Regions from separate parts of the Arachis hypogaea genome. Here region 1 is linked to region 2. A link is a contact called in public Hi-C data. All regions are on one chromosome and are shown on one strand. The core of a region is the stretch at or near the end of the contact, and the rest is flanking DNA. Distances in the headings are between cores, read along the strand shown. Region 1 holds the start of LOC112728030 (pyruvate decarboxylase 2). Region 2 has its middle 12 kb from the start of LOC112728027.

Region 1 (3,518 bases), core at 1,004-3,503, 53 kb after region 2:
TTTGATTCATAAATTAGTAATTTCAAGTTTATTTATTATATAAGTCCAAAATGAAAGTCAAACAAAATGCTATTTTCAAATTCTAGTTCTGTCAAATTATAATATATAGGTCAAATTTGATGAGAATTTTCAATCTTCCATTGATTTCGTTTGCCAATATTTGCTCAAATTAAACCAGTCACTGTAACCACGATTAATTTGTGGATACAACGTACATGGTTATTAATTAGCCAAGGCAAAGCTGAGCTTTGATTTTGCCGTTTGTTAAGGAATGCCATGACCACGTTCTCGGCACACAATGACAATTCTTCTTTTCCCATTGACCTGTCTTCAACGCAGTAAAACCAAAAGGAGCCTAAAACCCAGGTAAAATAAAATAGAACAAAGTTAAATTCAGTGTGGAAATAATACTCGTTATACTCCCATCCTTAACGCGTCTCTTTTTTTTATTAAATAGTTAAGTACAACTATTAAGATAATTATTAAATTTTATTAAAATATAAATAATTTTATTTTTCTGTCATTAATTTTTTATATTTTTATATTTTTTTTATTTAATAGTAAATAGTGTAATGGATAAAATTAATTAATAACCTTTTGGAATTAAAATAATAATTAATTTGCAGCAAAAATAAAAAGAGATAAAAAATTTGAAAATAAGGAAATAATTAATGAATTTAATTTTAATGCGTGTAAAGTAGTTTTACATGTGCATCCGATTACCTAACACCACAAAAATAATTATTTTTTACATTAATTACTGCATAAATAATCATTGGTAGCATTTGGTAGCGAGATAGAGACTACGGGTGTTCGCGGTGTGGTTTGGTTCGATTTTAAGGAAAAAAGTCATCCGATCCGATCGCTTAATTTATGTGCGGTGCAGTTTATATTGGATAATTTTTTTTTTGGAAATCCGATCCGATCCAATTACAAGCCGCTTGGATCGGTTTGAATTTCCGGTTTTTTAAATAAAAAAATTAAATACATATAATAAGTCTCAACATCAAATTTTAAATAATTAACAATGGCATAACAAGTCTTAACAATATCTTAGAAAGCCAACGATAATATAATAATGGAAATAAAATTATAGATTAGTTAAAATAAATAAATAAATAACATTTTGAATATAAAATATTTATTAAATAATAATAATACATGAATAATAGAAAAATGTATAACAAATTGAACATGTTATAAATATAATTGTAAATATAATAATAAAATAATAATATTATAGCACATTGTGCAATTTGGATTGTATTGGATTGGTTATGAAAAGTAGATCCGACGATCCAATCTAACAATTTGCAAAAAATAGAATCAAATCAAATCCGAATTAGTGCGGTTTTAATCGGTTTTCGGTTTGGATCGGATTGGATGAGCGGTTTAATTTGAATCGGTTTGTATTTGAACACCCCTAACAAAGACGGAAAGACGGAGACTGAGAGACAGAAATTGAAAATAAATCTCAGTATTCTATTTGGTGTGAAGTGAGAGACAGAAATTGAAACAAAAATGAAATTCTAATTTAATTTGTATAAAGGGTAAAATTAGAATTAATTAATTGAAATAAAGGTGTTTTAAGTATAAAAAGTTATTAAAATTTCAGTCGTCTCTAAAAATTGTAGTCTCCTGTATTCCCACTTTTTGGAGGTACTGAAATATTAAAATTTTGAATACAAGATAAAAATTTTAGTACCAGTCTCTGAACCAACAAACATAATACTGAGTCTCACTCTTTCAATCTCTGTCTCAATACCTCAAAACAAACACTACAATAGATGTACAGAAAATCTTCACTATAATGAACTTCTCCTAAAACATAAAAATAATTACTAATTAGTAATTACACGTCTTTTACCGTGAATACCTCAAAATTAAACTCCTAATTAATAAGCTTTTGTTACTATGGGTCCCAAAATTACTAATAATAGTATCATGAAATGAAGGGTTTGACTAATAATATTTTCATTTGTATACAATTATGAAAATAATCATTAAATATTTAAGCAATTTAATGCAAAGATCAGACCCCTTTATATACAAAAAAAAAAAAAAAAAAAGAGTAAGGAAGTTACCAAATATGCGTTGGCAGTTTCTTCTTTCCCAAGCACTGTAAAAGGGAACAAGGTAGAAGACAATACTCCTGAAATCACTGCACCACGGCCATCACCAAAACAAAACCAAGAAACTCCAAAAAAACCGAATACCGCCCCTTGTAATGCCATTTCCATCTCTCATCCCACTGTCTTTTTCATACCACTTTCCCAAGTAACACTACAACTACGTACAGACATACACCCTTATATATAAATTCCCCTCTCATCATTTTCCACAACACAACACAAAACAAATTCACCAAATCAAATCTCCAAATCCCTTCAGAATCATTCTTCTGTTAGAGACAAGTATTCCATTCGAATCGATATAGTTCAGTGGTAAAGCATTTGATATTGAGACGGTTTGTTATTTACCAAGGAATGGACGCAATGTTAGGATCCTTAGATGCATGCAAGCCAGCGTGCAACGACGTAGGATCCTTACCAAACGGCACCGTTTCAACAATCCAAGGCACACACTCTTCATCTCTCGTCACACCCTGCGACGCCAACCTAGGCCGCCACCTGGCACGGAGGCTGGTCGAGATTGGCGTCACGGACGTTTTCTCCGTCCCCGGCGACTTCAACCTGACGCTCCTCGACCACCTGATCGCCGAGCCCAACCTCAACGTGATCGGGTGCTGTAACGAGCTCAACGCCGGGTACGCAGCGGACGGGTACGCGCGGAGCCGGGGCGTGGGCGCGTGTGTGGTGACGTTTACCGTTGGAGGATTGAGCGTGCTGAACGCGATCGCCGGAGCGTACAGCGAGAACTTGCCGGTGATATGTATCGTCGGGGGACCGAACACGAATGACTATGGGACCAACCGGATCTTGCATCACACCATTGGCTTGCCGGATTTCACCCAGGAGCTTCGCTGCTTCCAAACTGTTACTTGCTACCAGGTAAATCATTATTAATTAATTTAATAAATAATAGTAAGTACTGCAATTTTTTTTAATTAACTTCAAGGTTTTAGTTATCAACCATATTAAAAATACAACGAATTAAAGGTTCATTATAGGTATAAAATATCAAAAATGCTATTTGTATCTCAAACCAGCTATAAAAATCAGCTATATTCATTTTTAATATTTATTTTGTATTTTAGCGTACTAATATATTTTATATTAGTACGGTTGATATATAACATGTATGGATTATTTTTGTGTTTACTTACTGTCTTTGGTTAACTATATCATATAGTGATTTTTATTATCTAAATATTACCGCCATTCGAAAATGAAATGTTTCTATTATTTGTATCTTGAATACGTATTTGGAGACTGTGTGTGTCCGGATACAGTTGTTTAGATTCGTTATTTTTATTTTAATGGATTATAAAGAAATTAAAGCATTTGTTTAAAAAAAAGTTATAAAGTAAAATTTGACGTATTATGATTTGTGTGACA
Region 2 (3,139 bases), core at 602-3,101:
TGAAATTATGTGCCTTATAATACAAGAATGTATTCATAATTTCAGCCCAAATGTTAGATTTAATTATGATCGCCTTTTCTTTTGGTTTTTAAGTTAAGACACAGAGATATCACAATTTTAGCTCTTGATCTCGTTAAGGGGTTGAACTTAATGGGCCTTATAGGATCTCAATCCCCAAATTTTGTTCGAGTATATAATTGGTTTTTGTGTCTGGCCTTCCTTTTTGTTGTATTTTGGTATATAGAATTTAGGTTTAAAATTTTTGTTCAAGCATAGATGCCACAAAATTAGCAATTGACAAAGATCGAACCTGTGAGTCCCACTGTGCAAGCTTAAACTATAATTATTATTTCCGTACTCGACCCTAGCCAAGATATAATAGCATATAATTGTAAGAATAGAATCAGTTATCAAATCGAGCTCTATTGAGTAGTCCAGTCCACTTTCACTCTATACACAATAGAAATTACTTCTCAAGAATTTTCTAGAGAAAATTTTCTCTCCGTATAGCCACCGTTCTTCATCGCTCGTCTTACATTGAACTCAAGCCATGAGGGGCGGATACGCCCGAGGAGGTCATTCACGGTCTCACACACCAGACTTTCCGACCAGAAGAAAACAGGACCAATCTATTAGGATTGGCAAGAAAGTGAGAACTGAAGAGGAAGGATGAGCTTTCACTGGAACTGAAAACCCATCTCTAATCCCAAAGGAGGAGAAATGGATGAAGGAAAGTGTAGATGTGGAAGAGGAGCATACTGCTCTTAAGAGATCCTTTAGTGACACCGTTCGAAAGGGAAGAACGCCAGTTATAATGGAGGAAGGAGCTGCTGAAAAAGAAAAAGAGGAATGTGCCAAGCACATGGATGAGGTTCTGGGAGATGCCATCAAAGAAGTAGAGGGAGAACAAAAGAAGGGTGAAGGGAGTAAGAAAAAGGGTAGACCAGAAATACGTGTGGAGAAAGTTGGAGGTATCTTCAATTTCTCAATCAATGAAGCAGCTATGGATAAGCTGAGAAGTCCATGGTGGGATACCTTAATTGTAAAACTTCTTGGCAGACGCATCTCCTTGATGGCTTTAACTAGGAGACTAGAAGCTATGTGGGGTAAAATGGGAAGCATTGAGGTGATTGACTTAGGAAACGAGTTCTTTATTGTGAAGTTTTATTCACAAGAGGATCTGGATTTTGCTCTCACTGAAGGACCATGGAAAATAATGGATCACTACCTATCTATTCGGTTCTGGAGACCAGATTTCAATCCCCTGGAGGCATCCATTGATCAGATTGCAGCATGGGTGAGACTCCCAGGACTAGCCATTGAATACTATGATGAAGAGATGCTGAAAAGAATAGGCAATGTCATAGGAAGGACTCAGAGTTGATTAAGCAGAGGTAAATTTGCTAGATTATGTGTGGAATTGAATTTAACAGAACCTCTTGTAGCTCAATATTCAATCAATGGAGTTAAATATAAGGTAGAGTACGAGGGATTACACAATATTTGCTTTGATTGTGGTATGGTGGGGCATGAAAAAAGTAACTGCCCAAAGAAGAGTGAAGAGGAAACCAGCATTGCGGTGGTGGTAGAAGGGTCCAGCGGTGTTGAGGGACAGACAGTTAGCAGAACAGATACAGGAGAAGAAAGAGAGGGTAATTCTGGAAAAGAAAATTTTGAAAGGGGAAAAAAAGTCTTGAATGAGGAGAATGAAGAGTATGGACCTTGGATGGTTGTCCAAAGGCCACGTGGCAAAAAGGGAGCAAAAAAGGATAGTACAAGTAGTGGAGGTATGGAGAATGGCCCAAAGGAAAATGCTGCTACAACAGGTACGAAATTTGCTATTTTACAAGAAAAGGATGCTGACACAACAATTGAGGATCCCAACAGTAATCAGAACATTCCAAACAATCATGAACCTAATACAGATGCTCTTAATGGAGCCCCGAAAAATAAACCTTCCCAATCCGTTAAATCAAATCGGAATCAGTCTACCAAGACCCAAGAAAATAACCCAATTAGAAATCAACATGCCACCACAACAAGCCAAAACAAAGAAAAGGTCGTTAAGCCTGGATCAACCATTGGCCCCAATAGAATCCCATCTAACCATAACAAGCAATTTACTACCCAAACCCAACTAGAAAATCAGCTTCAAGACACCGTCTCTAATCACCCACAAAATTGGACAACTACTATGCACCATTCTCAAGAAGAGTCCCAACAGGGAACGTATATTCAAACAACCCCCCTAGAAGACTTTGAAATGCATGAACCAACTGAACCAGAACCACCGGACATTAATTCTATTAGTGAGGAAGTCATGATTGAAGCTGTAAGGATACACGAAGAGAGCATTCTCAACCAACAACATAATGAAACATTCACACATGAGGAGGAAAACCTAGACATGGAAGAAGAAACCTTTGATATAAAGGCTGGCCAAGGCAACAGAGACACCCTGATGGGAGAGAACGATCAAACCTCACAGTGAGGTCTTCTTATCATCTTTTTTCTTATGATTATCCTTTCGTGGAATTGTAGGGGGGCGGCAAGTAGAGGCTTTTGTCGCACCCTGAAGGAAATTGTTAAACAGAATAAGCCAGATGTTGTGATCCTTATGGAGACCAGATGTAGTGGAGAAACTGCCCAAAGGGTTATCAGAAATTTTGGGCTGCCTTTTTGTCACGTAGAAGAAGCTAATGGATTTAGTGGAGGAATATGGGTGCTTTGGCGAGACCCTGATCTTAGAATTACTATTTTGAAATCTAGAACACAGTATGTACATATGGAAGTCAAGTTTAATAATAAAAGAAGTTGGATTTTAACAGCCATTTATGCTAGTCCCCAAGAAAATGTGCGAAGATGTCTTTGGGAAGAGCTTTATACTATAGCTCAAGATATGAGGGAGGCATGGCTCATGGTGGGAGATTTTAATGAAATTGCTAATGCTTTAGAAAAGAAAGGAGGAGCTAGGGTGGATCTGAATGCTTGCAGGAAATTTGATTCTTGGATACATAGATGTGGACTAATTGATCTTGGATTTGCGGGATCTAAATACACGTGGCGTGGACCACAATGGGAGGGGCTAGAAAGGGTTTTCAAATAGACAGAGCCTTGGCTAATGCAGATTGGAGAGTTA

The links. Hi-C and Micro-C count contacts between places; a contact is called where the count stands out from the background.
Region 1: a contact with region 2 is called in a Hi-C map of an unstated tissue, with 2.4 times the contacts expected there. The contact joins the promoter of LOC112728030 here to the enhancer-like site in region 2. A contact is called at or near these places in 3 of 8 Hi-C or Micro-C datasets (leaf and an unstated tissue).

What each region holds. Positions count from the first base shown.
Region 1 is chr12:105,058,139-105,061,656 of arahy.Tifrunner.gnm2.J5K5, forward strand. LOC112728030 (pyruvate decarboxylase 2) reads left to right here and starts at 2,254. Exons shown (of 6, transcript XM_025778007.3): 1 at 2,254-3,011. The coding sequence starts at 2,487.
Region 2 is chr12:105,005,125-105,008,263 of arahy.Tifrunner.gnm2.J5K5, forward strand. No RefSeq gene overlaps it. Among protein-coding and RNA genes, the nearest start is that of LOC112728027, 12 kb to the left of the region's middle. Within about 2 kb of position 1,852, at least 3 of the 3 cell types and tissues checked have open chromatin away from gene starts, as enhancers often do.